Linked DNA regions of Mus musculus: region 1 is linked to region 2. A link is a contact called in public HiChIP or PLAC-seq data. All regions are on one chromosome and are shown on one strand. The core of a region is the stretch at or near the end of the contact, and the rest is flanking DNA. Distances in the headings are between cores, read along the strand shown. Region 1 overlaps Pus7 (pseudouridylate synthase 7). Region 2 holds the start of AI506816 (expressed sequence AI506816).

What was found. HiChIP or PLAC-seq counts read pairs in DNA pulled down with a chosen protein or histone mark.
Region 1: a contact with region 2 is called in an H3K4me3 HiChIP or PLAC-seq map of embryonic stem cells, with 45 read pairs. The contact joins the enhancer-like site here to the promoter of AI506816 in region 2. A contact is called at or near these places in 1 of 39 promoter capture datasets (the C10 cell line), 4 of 15 datasets of contacts at CTCF or cohesin (CD8 T cells, the NIH/3T3 cell line, large pre-B cells and 1 more), 20 of 484 Hi-C or Micro-C datasets (B cells, the C2C12 cell line, ECoMG myeloid progenitors and 11 more), 11 of 115 datasets of contacts at active chromatin or transcription factors (CD8 T cells, the HPC-7 cell line, the SCID.adh cell line and 4 more) and 3 of 9 other capture datasets (adipose tissue, liver and pancreatic islet).

The regions. Positions count from the first base shown.
Region 1 is chr5:23,752,020-23,758,123 of GRCm38.p6, reverse strand. Pus7 (pseudouridylate synthase 7) reads left to right here. Exons shown (of 16, transcript NM_178403.5): 8 at 3,538-3,666; 9 at 5,737-5,862. Among named protein-coding and RNA genes, the nearest start is that of Pus7, 29 kb to the left of the region's middle. Within about 2 kb of position 1,798, at least 7 of the 459 cell types and tissues checked have an H3K27ac peak or open chromatin away from gene starts, as enhancers often do. A contact at or near this core is called in embryonic stem cells and trophoblast stem cells, where this site is marked.
Region 2 is chr5:23,708,775-23,714,771 of GRCm38.p6, reverse strand. AI506816 (expressed sequence AI506816) reads left to right here and starts at 2,105. Exons shown (of 5, transcript NR_015554.2): 1 at 2,105-2,130; 2 at 3,622-3,656; 3 at 4,364-4,406. Gm50451 (a small nucleolar RNA gene) reads left to right here and starts at 3,711; the gene lies at 3,711-3,781.

The DNA.
Region 1 (6,104 bases), core at 549-3,048, 44 kb before region 2:
AAAAACAACAAAAAATTACACTAAGTCAGACATTTTTAAAAAACACTGATTTCTTTTCCATTTATGGGGAAGTGTGTACATAAAAAGCAAATTGCCCATCACAGGGGCTGCAGGGACCATTAGAGGCTGTGGAGCCGTTGCTGCCTGGCTGGGATTTCTTTCTCAGGTGGTGGAGACACACTGCACACATTGTGAGTCCATGCTGAAAACAGCAAGCAGGCTGTTTAATGTTTTTTAAAAAGGACAAAGCTGGGCACTCGCCTTTAAACACTCACTCTCAGGAGGCAGAGGCAGGCAGATCTCTGAGACCAGCCTGGTCTACGTAGTGAGTTCTAGACCAGCAAGACTGTATGTATAGTGAGACCCTGTGTTACAAAAGAAAGAAGAAAAAATCAGCCATCAGGCTCTGTCCTGGCACTCGTAAGATGCCGTCGTCCAGGGTCAAAGCTGCCGTCCAGGGTCACGGGCAGCCAGGCTGATAACTTGGTTCTTTTGGCCCCTATCTTTTGCTTTTGCTTAGTTTTATTTTATTTGTTTTTTTTTTTTTCTGTTTCTGCTCTGAAACCCCGTCCTTTCTCCAGCAGTGTCTGCTGACTACAGAGCTCCATCAGTTGGTCCGCAATCTGTTTGTGCTGACCCCCTGCTTTTGTAGGTCCTTGTCGACTTTGAGCATCCTCCCTGCACATCTTGATTCAAGGGCCTGGAACACACCTGCTCAAGCTCGCCCTGGTTTGTGTGAGGCCCGACTGCTTCACGGGGCAGAGGGGAACTGGGTGTTCCAGTTTCACCCATTTCCTGACTTGGATGGCCATCTTCCTACGTTTTCTATTAGTGCAGCAACTTTTTTTTTTTTTTTTTTTGTAACTTAGTAAGGCTGAATACCTGACAGTGAACAAAAGTGAGAAAGGGAGATGGAGCACTAAGGAGCTTCCTTACATAGCAAGCAAGGAAACAAACAGGCTGGTGCCTAGTACATATGTACATATGAGAGTGTGTGTGTGTGTGTATATATGTATGTGTGTGTGTGCGCGCACATGCATGCACATTTCTGCATTATCCATGTCTGTGAGCACAGAACCATGGAAGCTCTGGAGGTGTGGTTCACTGAGTGTCTTCAGGGAGTAGTAGGGCAATTTTGCTAAAGAATTCCAGGAGAGCTGAGAGTTTAAGGATAGAATGTTTGCCTAGCATGTATGAAGCCCTAAGCTCAATTCCTAGCACTGAAATAACATAAATTCCAGGAGCTCGGATATTATATAGATGATTTTTTTAAAAAGATGTATGTTATTTGTATGTGTGTGAACAGTTTATTAACTTCTACGTATGTGCACTGTATGCCTGGTGCCCATGGAAGTCAGAATAGGGGTCACATCTTCTGGAAATGAAATACAGATGGTTGTGAGCCACTGTGTGAGTGCTGAGAATCAAACCTGGGTCTCCTGCAAGAGCAACAAATGTTCTTAGCCATTGGCCATCTCTCCACCCCCAGGCGAATTTTTCAAGCTTTATTTTTAATTTGTGTGTGTGCCCTGTGTGGGGTACCTTCAGTGGCCAGAAGAGGGCATCGCATCCCCTAGAGCTAGAGTCACGGGTGTTTGTCAGTGGCCTGGTGTGGGTGCCTGAGATCCAGCAAGTACTCTTCAGCCCTGTGAAGGTGAATTCTAAAATGTACGTAGTTTCATTTTCTTTTTTAATGTATTTACTTTGGCCAAGGAGTAGAGCAGAGTGGCCCCATTAGTTCCCCCTTGTGTTAAAACTGGAAAGGCCTGTTGAATGGGTCCATGAACAGATGCGTGGGGGTGAAGCCACACCCCCAGTGCTTCCACAGTCCTCTGTTCATAAACACATATACACAAATGTCCTCACACGGAAACATAAGTGTACGCGAGTGCGCACAGACATAACTATACTGGAAGCCACTGACAGACTCAAGCCAGGCTCACCCCCTTGTCTCTGCTGCTTGACAGAGTAGCTGTCACTTCAGAGGAGACATGGACATGGAAAAATTAACACCATGCTCTTGGGCACCATGGTGTGTTTGTTGCATTGTTTCTAATCATTGAAAATAGGAAACAATTACTCCATGATACAAATCAGAGAATCTTAAAGACAACTAATAGATAAATAAAACTGGATTCTTAGAGCCTAGATGGACCTAAGGATTCCATTTGTATTCAGGTTAATCCAACGACACGAATGGACGCCTTTGGGGATGGTGATGTCACGGGACAGGCATGGGGCGGGAAAGCAATGGCTGACACCTTTCATCTGTGTATTGTATTTTGAGGTTTTGGGTGCTGTTTGTCTGTCTTTAGGCAGGATCTCACTTTAACCTTGGCTGACCTGCGGCTGACCAGGAAGACCTCCCTATAGCCCGCACAGGGGCTTTTGGCCTTGCCTCTTTTGTTTTGTTGATCTAAGTGTGAGTGTTTTGTCTGTGTGTATACCATATGCGCAGGCGTGGTGCCTGTGGATGTCAGAGGAGGATGTTGGGTCTGGAACTGGAGTTGTGTGTTGGGTGCTGGGAATCAAACCCAGGTCCTCTGTAAGAACAGCAAGTTCTCTCAACCACTGAGCGTCTCCTCAGCCTCCATTATATATTTTTTTTTTAATAAAAATACAAAGTTTAGCATTTTCAAAAATTTTATATATCAAGAACATGAAGCCCTCTGAGATAAACATCTTTTGTTATTTATGTCTGCTGCTCTTCTAGTGGACCTGAGTTTGGTTCCTAGCACCACACTAGGCAGCTATGGCCTCCTGTAACTCTGGCTCTAGGGATAGCCAACGGCTGACCTCTGGAGAGACCTGTAATTATTCACATGTATACACACACATGCACGCACACATGCATACTCATGCACACACATAAATAAAAATTCAGTCTTTCAAAGAAAAAACTGTTAACAGCAGTGAGTGGGGAGGGTTATGGTGTAAAGAAAGATTTTGTGTTTGCTTTTCTGCAGATGTCCTGTCGAGGAAGGCAAAAGACTTTCTAATGAGACAGTTCCAACAGTATGGGAAACACGTCTATGAAACAGCAGGGTACCGGGTTCTGAATCTAGCTCCACACATCTTCAGTGTGCGTTTAAGGGAATGAGGAAATGCAGGGGTCTGGGCCTTTTTCAGGGATGAACCAATGAAGTCTTTCTTCTCTGTGTTTTTGTGTTTCCAAGGTTGTGTTGTGGTCCAGAGTTTGCAGTATTTTTCTTACTGGCCCAATTGTGGCTAATCTTCTTATGTGTTAGAGACCATTCTTTACAGTTATGTGGACTGCTGTCTGCCAGCAAGCATCAGCAGCTTTGCCACCTCCTGCCCACGGAGGGTAGACACCGAGTAGACACCGCCACTCTCTTATGTCTTCTCCTTGGTGGTAAAGTCCCATCATTCTAGTACTGTTACGCACAGGAATAATCCAGGGGGAAAGGAAAACTGCATCTAGCTACCTCCTGTGGCCTCCTTGCAGTCACAGCCCTGGTGTGCCCTTGTCTTCTGTCGGGACTCATGGTCCTTCCTCTGCTCCTTTTTTCTTTAAAGAATAAGTGCACAAAGACTTGCCCACCTCAATAAGTGCCTGATGAACTTGAAGCTCGGGAATTTCAGCTATCAGAAAACCCCTCTGAAGTTAGGAGCGCTCCAAGGAAACCACTTCACTGTTGTTCTCAGGTAAAGTGCCACAGTGGGAGTGCAGTGCAGGGAGGTGGGGTGGGGGTGGTGCAGAGCCTGGGCTGGGGCTGGGCAGGGGCGGGGGGGGGGTGCAGAGCCGGGGCTGGGGCTGGGCAGGGGCGGGGGGGGGGTGCAGAGCCGGGGCTGGTAGCAGGGCTCCAGGAGTCTGCACATGTCACAATTGGGTACAGGGTACCTGCGTCAGATAGAAAGGCTAGGAGAGCAAGGCCTGTAGGCATGAGGAATAGATACTGTGTAGTATTTTTCCTGATAAATGGTCTTTGTCCCTCCCTAAAAAGATTCCCATAGCCTTCAGAAACACTGTGTCCTTCAGTTACTGACTGAAAGATAAAGAGCCTACTATTGGGGGCTGGAGAGATGGCTCAGAGGTTAAGAGCACTGACTGCTCATCCAATGGTCCTGTGTTCAAATCCCAGCAACCACATGGTGGCTCACAGCCACCCATAATGAGATCTGACGCCCTCTTCTGGTGTGTCTAAAGACAGCTATAATTTACTCATATACATAATATAAATAAATCTTTTAAAAAATGTGCTTTGATTTGTATGAGGTGCCTAGAATGGACACATTCATAGGAAGATTAGAGCTTGCTTTGGTGGATGCTTCAGTTTGTGATTAGGCATGGTTGCATATGTATGTAATTCCAGCACTCAGGAGGCAGAGGCAGGCGATCACACTGCTTCAAGGTCAACCTGGTCTACATGGAGTGCTGGCTGGCCAGGGCAAGAGTGTGCAGAGTGAGGGAGTGAGTGGATGAATGGATCTGGACACAGGGAAGGAGTTTGGGAACAGCACGGTGGTAGATGCTGCACATGGGCTTCACGCTCTGATAATTGGTACTGATGAAAACAAGCTAGAGGACAGAGGTGCATGCCTTTATCCCAGCAGTAAGGATTAAAGCACACAGGCAGTGCAACCTCTGAGTTTGAGGCCAGCCTGGTATACAAAAGCAAATTCCAGGACAGCCAAGGCTACACAGAGACAGGAGGTAGAGGCAGGAAGATTTCTGAGTTCGAGGCCAGCCTGGTCTACAAAGTGAGTTCCAGGACAGCCAGAGCTATACAGAGAAACCCTATCTCGAAAAAACCAAACCAAAACAAAAGATTGTCCTCATAAATGCATTCTATACATCAAACATATTAATAATATTGAGTATTTTAAGAATCAAATAATACATAAAAATGTTTCAACCTATATATATATATATATGTATATATATATATATATATATACCTTTCATACCCTAAAATATCATTAATGAATATTTAATACTATCTGTAACTGAGGATCCTATATCTAATGTTGAATACTAAATTGTTTCAAAACATACAAAATATTCTTGGTGAGTTAAGCATAGTAAAAGAGCATGAAATATTAAAAATGGATCATTAAGAAATATGTTCAGAAGCCCTTATGTGATACCACCTGACATAGTGAGAGAGTATTTAAAATGCACTATATATCTGTGTACATTGTCTAACAATCAGTTTATCAGTGTTTCTAGGAAAGAAATTATTTTATCAGTAAGTATATTTTAAAGTTTTCAAAATAGCAAAATCTCTTTGAAGTTAAACATTAAGAAAATGCTAATTTCAAGCACAGTGAGAAAGATTATCAATAATATTTCCATGGTATTTGTAGAACATGATTTTAATATTTTCAACAGTTAATATTCAACAAACAGAATAATTATTTTAACATGTATTTCATTGTTGTGTCTCCCTTTTCATTTCTGATTTTATTAATTTGGATACTGCCTCTGTGTCCTCTGGTTATTCTGGATAAGGGTTTATCTATCTTGTTGGTTTTCTCAAAGAACCAGCTCCTGGTTTGGTTGATTCTTTGAATAGTTCTTTTTGTTTCTACTTGGTTGATTTCAGCCCTAAGTTTGGTTATTTCCTGTGGTCTACTCCTCTTGGATGAATTTGCTTCTTGTTGTTCTAGAGCTGTCAGGTGTAGAAGTTGCCCTTATGTGCACCATAAAATGTATTTAGCTGTCCATTTTTTTGTTGTTGTTGTTGTTGTTGTTGATAATTTGGGTCTCTGCAGGAATATAACAGGAACTGATGAGCAGGTGCAGCAAGCCATGCAGTCTCTGAGGGAGACCGGCTTCATTAACTACTATGGCATGCAAAGGTTCGGGACCACAGCTGTTCCAACGTACCAGGTTGGAAGGTTTGTATTCAGTCTTTTATCGTTTACCTTTGTATCTTTTTTATTTAGGGTTTTTGTGCTGTTTGTTTGATTTAGGTTTTTTGTTTGTTTTGTTTTATTTTGTCTTGTTTTCTGAGACATTGTCTCACTGTTTAGCTGAGGTACATACTGGAGCACCTAGCTCCAGGTCCCTGTACCTACAGAAAAGCCAGGTGTGGTGGAACACTTTTATGACCCAGTGCTGGGAAAATGGATACAAGTAC
Region 2 (5,997 bases), core at 856-3,355:
TCACTGGCCCCTTAGGACAACTCTGCTTTGGACAGCCTCAGGTCCAGCTTGCTTCCATGGGGAAACACTGGGTTTGGGCTTGACTGAGGGATGTCTCTCATAGTCTCAGGCACTGGAATGCTTGGTACCCACACAGTGGCACTATTTGGGAGGCCTTGGAGGAAGTTGGCTCTAGAGATGGGTTTTAAGAGTCTAAAGACTTTGTGATTCCTAAATCTCTCTCTACTTTGTGCTTCCAGCTCAAGGTGTGAGCTCTCAGCTTCCTGTTCCTCCTGCCATGCCTTAACTCTGCCAACATGGATTCAGGGACTAAGTCCACACAAGCTCTTCTGTAAGGTATCTTGGCCATGGTGGTTTTCATACAACAATGGAAAAATGACCCCCACACACCTCCAACACTAGTCATAGTATTCAGCACAAAACACAAATTCTATCCTTCTAACTCAAATGGTCTCAACTCCATTTAGTAGAACACCTTAAATTTCAAAATTCCAGGGACAAATTGTGGGTAAAAGAAAATATTTGTAAAAGTAGGGCAGAGGGCTGGACAGATGGTTCAGTGGTTAAGAGCACTGACTCCTCTTCTGTAGGTCCTGAGTTCAAACCCCAGCAACCACATGGTGGCTCACAACCATCTGGAATGAGATTTGACGCCCTCTTCTGGTGTCTGAAGACAGCTACAGTGTACTTACATAAAATAAATAAAGAAATCTTTTTAAAAAAACAAATTAGGGCAGAGGATCCTGGGTGTGGCCCCACAATGTTTCTTTGGCTTGTAGACCACCCTAGAGGAAGGCATGGGATTGTGTGATTTCCTGCCTCCCACTCTTAACTCCTCCCCTTTGTTCTCTCTCTGGAGAACTCCTGCTTTAGAAGAGAATGTAAACTCTTCGGGTGATGGGAACATTGGTTTGCCTCATGAGTTTATAAATGTCTAGCAAAAAAGTCCCTAAACTCAGGCATCATGACTAAGATGTTCACCATGACATCCCTCACCACCTGAGTAATTCGACAGCTACTGAGCTACTGTGTGCAAGTCCTTAGGAGATGCTAGCCTTAACCACTGGGAGGACTCAATCCCTTCTTGTCAGTCATTATGCTAGGTTCCTGGGCTGCCTTAACAAAGCCCTTAATGGCTTCCACGGAATCGCCAGATCAGCGCTGGCAGCCAGAAGTCCAAAATCAAGGTATCAGCTGAACCAACTGCTTCTGAACACCACTGAAGGGATCTTTCCTGTGTCTTCCCACACAGTGGTCACAATCCTGGGCACTCCTGGCCATGTAGTCGCTTCTCTCCCTTCTCCTTTGTCACTCATTATCGGTTTATGTCTTCCTTTGTTAGAAGGACAGTTGCTTTTAGTAAAGAGGGTCCACCTTACAGGGTGGTGGCTCATGCCTTTAACCCCAGCACTGGGGAGGCAGAGGCAAGTGGATCTGAGAGTTCGAGCCCAGCCTGGTCAAAGAGGGAGTGCTAGGACAGCCAGGGCTTCATGGAGAAACACTATGGGGGGGGGGGGAGGGATAAAACAAACCAAAACCAAACAAACAAAAAAACAAGACAAACCCCAAAATATCCCAGCCTGATTCTGACAGGCACAGGTGCCTCCTGGGTGAAAATGCACAGCCAGTAGTGGGATTTTTAGGCATGGGGTCCTCTCCTTGTACCAGCCCCTCTTAAGAGAGTCCACTCCACTCTCCATGATGTCTCAGTTTTCTTAAGAGGAGGAAATTTCGTTACATATGGGTCTTCAAATAAAAATAAGCACAAAAGGATGTGGGTCAATTAAAAGTACCAAATTCAATATATGACTGAGAAGCACGGGGAGAAGAAAAAGAAATCCCCAAGTGATGTGGCTCCAAGATGCTCCTCTAACCTTCAGAGAGGTGACATATTCCACAGTCAGGCCAGTGAGTGGTACCGCTGCCCTGGGGTAGGGGCAGGCTGGGAGGCTCTGGTGCCGCCAGGGGACACGCTAGGGCCGGCGCTGGAGTCAGGCGGGAACGGGGGAAGGGGCGGGCAGGAGGGGCGCTGGGCCACTCTGGTTGGCTGAGCCCCGGTGCTCAATGTCCGGTCGGTTTTAAACTCGGTCCCGCCCTGGCGCCCTGCTCTTCCGCCGCGGCGCGCTCCTGGTAAGTACTCTCACCATTGCGAGTCCCAGGACCACGCCACGTGGCCTCGGAGATTTTCACGGCGCTCGCCCGTGGCGCGGGTCCCTGCCCATACGCGTCCCTTCTGTGTGGGACAGGAGATCGGCCTTGCGCTGCCCGGATTTGTCCCCTCCCAGGTGGAGGCGCGGCGTCCGGACGGCCCGGGTCCTGGGCACACTCGGGGCTTCCCGCCCGCCCAAGACTCGGATGACAGGGACATCGCCTATTTAGGAAGCGAATGAGATCAGAGCTCGGAAAGTAACAGGAGGCAGGATAATCCCAGTGTCAGCAAGGACAGGGGTAATTTCGCCCACTCAAGCGCGTCCTCGCCGCCGCACGTGTCCTTTAAATGCCGCTTGGCACAGAGGCTGGGCTTTTTGTTTTGTGCTCGTTTGTTTTAAGGTTTGAGGGTATATTCAGGCGGATACCTGCAAGCGAGTCCAGCAGGGACCTCTGCCTAAAGGACCTGGATTACCCTACTGCTGACACAGACCCAGCCTGTCTGGGTTTTGGGTCCTGGGAGAAATCTGAGCGACTGGATTAGCACTTAAGCAAGGCAACCTCTAAACCATGATTTAGGAATCGTGAATTGGAATTCCTAAGACCGGGTATAGGTGTTCAGCGAGCACCCTGGAGTCCTCCCTGTTTAAGAGGTGGCTGGTTGAGACACCAATTAAACGTAAATATCAGGGTTGGAGAGATGACTCAGAGTACTGACAGCTCTTCTAGAGTTCCCGAGTTAAATTCTCAGCAACCACATGGTGGCTCACAACCATCTGTAATGAGATCTGATGCCCTCTTCTGGTGTTGTCTGGAGATAGCAACAGTGCACTCATATAGAAGAAATAAATCTTTTTAAAAGATTATTTGATTATTGAGACAGATTGTCATGCTGGCCCAGAGAATATTTGTGCTCTAGGACCCTAAGTATTGGCATTTATGGACATAAGCCACTGTACCTGGTAAAGGGCATTTTAGAGGAAGAATAGGCTTGTGGGCTCTTGTAAACAAGTTCCCTGCGAGGTAGTTTTCTTTCCGTTAGAGGTTAGGGTTCTGCTGAGCCCCTTCGAGAGTGAAGGGCAGCATGAGCCAGCTTCTAAGGTGAGGAATTATTTTTCCCTTCCTCATTCAGGCTCAGGAGACACATCTGATGCTGCTTCTGGTTTTGAAATCAGAGACAATGTTTCACTTTCTTAAAGGAAGAGTACCGCTATTACCTGCAGTACTATTTGCCTCTAAACATTAAGAGTTTTTGGCTTCTGGGGTGGAAACAGTGGGAAAGATGGCCCAGAGGCAATAAAATGGACTCCAGCTGTCAGCAGTATGAAGATCAGAGCTCTGTGCAGGAATAAATGCTAGTCAGAGGCAGGCCTTCCATCATCAGATGCAGCTAGGAGCCACCAGGAAGGTCCTTTCTGAAGGAAGCTGTGGCTGCTGCTTGTAACAGTGCTGGTTCTTTTTTCTTTTGAGCAGATGAGTGCTGTGTCCAGGATGATCATGAATTCAAGGTATGTGTTAGATGGCAAGTTTGGCTTTCCAGGCATAATTCCAGGAACAGTTCTTGGCCAAGGATGAGAACTCTAACCTGACAGGATACGCTGCTGTGATGGGTTAAAGGATTTACCTGAGGCCAACAGAACAGGCAGGAATTTAATGCAGTCACCCCATGTCTTTTTAAAGTAGATGAGGGTTTGGAGAATGGAGTGAGAGGGCTTAGCAGTGCCAAGCCCGTTACCTTTGATTCTGGGACCTGGTGGAGAGAGAGCCAGCCCTCTAGAGTTATTCTTGCACCTTCATGTGTGTGCTAGCACACGTGTGTGCACACTCAAAATAATAAATGTAATAAATGGGAGCGTTGGTGAATGTTTAATACTTAGAGGGAAATATGGCTTTGCACTTAAAAATTGTGTTCAAGCCGGGTATGGTGGCGCGCGCCTTTAATCCCAGAACTTGGGAGGCAGAGGCAGGTGGATTCTGAGTTTAAGGCCAGCCTGGACTACAAAGTGAGCTCCAGTACAGGCAGGGCTACACAGAGAAACCCTCTCTCAAAAAAAACAAATAAAATAACAATTGTGTTCAAACATTTCTGGGTAGTACATTAAGGGTTCTGTTTATACAAAAAGATAGTTAATATCAACATAGTCTACACATGGGTGTGTTTCTTAATTATCTCATTGTTGCCGGTCTAATCATCTCTGTGACATCTCTTATGCAGCTCTGGAGCTTGAGGTGAACTGGTCCGACTTCCAGAAGAGAAGGTAGGCATCTGTGTGTAGAGTCAAGATTTTTTTTTATGTGTTTTTTTAAAAATATTTATTTACTATTTTTATATGTAAGTACACTGTAACTGTCTTCAGACACACTAGGAGAGGGTGTCAGATGTCATTAAGGATGGTTGTGAGCCTCCATGTGGTTGCTGGGATTTGAACTCAGGATCTTCGGAAGAGCAGTCAGTGCTCTTAACCACTGAGCCGTCTCTCCAGCCCTAGAGTCAAGGTTTTAGGTTACTTTGTCCCCTTCATAGCAGGAACGGATGAATTTTGAGGCATTCTCATTGCATATAGAGAACATGAGAATTTTGTGTCTGTCGAACTAAATTCCATTATTTGGTTTTCTATGTGTCAGCCCTACTCTGAAACATGCCACAATATTAACATGAGAGATCTTTTGAAAAATTTGGCTTTATTTATAAAATCTTTACTTTTATGTTTTGCCTGCATGTCTGTTCCATATGTGTGCAGTGCCCATGGAGGCCAGAAGAGGGCATCAAGAAATTTTTTTGAAAATTTTAGTTTTATTTATAAAACTTTTATATGTTTTGCCTGCATGTCTGTACCATGTGTGTGCAGTGCCTGTGGAGTCCAGAAGAGGGCATCAAATCCCCCTGGAATTGGAGTTACACTTGGTTGCTAGGAATTGAACCTAACTCCAAGAAGAGCAGGCAGCCAGGGCTCCTAATTGCTGAGCCCTAAGCTTTGGCAACTCAGAATTGTCCAACACATAGTTGAGAGATCTAGTCCTCCCAGAAGAGTGAGTTGTATGGTCGGATCCATTTGGTGTCCTGGCTTAATACCCACCATGTGTACTCTAGCTGTAGCTGGATTGAGCAAATAGCCTATGTGATTTAAACTACCATGTTGATGCCTCATTATGTTCAAATGCTCTGTAGAGAAATGAGGCAAATGAAGCAAAAAGTTAATGTTTTCAGAGAATTCATAATTCTAAGTAAAAGTCTTGAATATATGGAGTGAAAGAGCTTTACATTGTCCACGATGATGCGCTGTGGCGCTCCCAGGCATGAGCAGAGTAAACTTGACAACTATGGTCTGGTGGGGGTGAGGTGGTGGCCACAGTCTCACCAGATCTTCATCCAACTGGTGAAAGACCCCACCATAAGGCTTAGCAAGCTAGCTGCAGTAACGCCATTTTGCAAGGCATGAAAAAGTACCAGAGCTGAGTTCTCAAAAGTTACAAGGAAGTTTAGTTAAAAAAAATAAGGCTGAATAATACTGAGACAGAGGCCAAACAGGATATCTGTGGTCAAGCACCTGGGCCCCGGCTCAGGGCCAAGAACAGATGGTACTCAGATAAAGCGAAACTAGCAACAGTTTCTGGAAAGTCCCACCTCAGTTTCAGGTTCCCCAAATGACCGGGAAATACCCCAAGCCTTATTTAAACTAACCAATCAGCTCGCTTCTCGCTTCTGTACCCGCGCTTTTTGCCCCCCAGCCCTAGCCCTATAAAAAGGGTAGGAACTCCACACTCGGCGCGCCAGTCACCCGATAGACTGAGTCGCCCGGGTACCCGTGTTCCCAATAAAGCCTTTTGCTGTTTGCATCCGAATCGTGG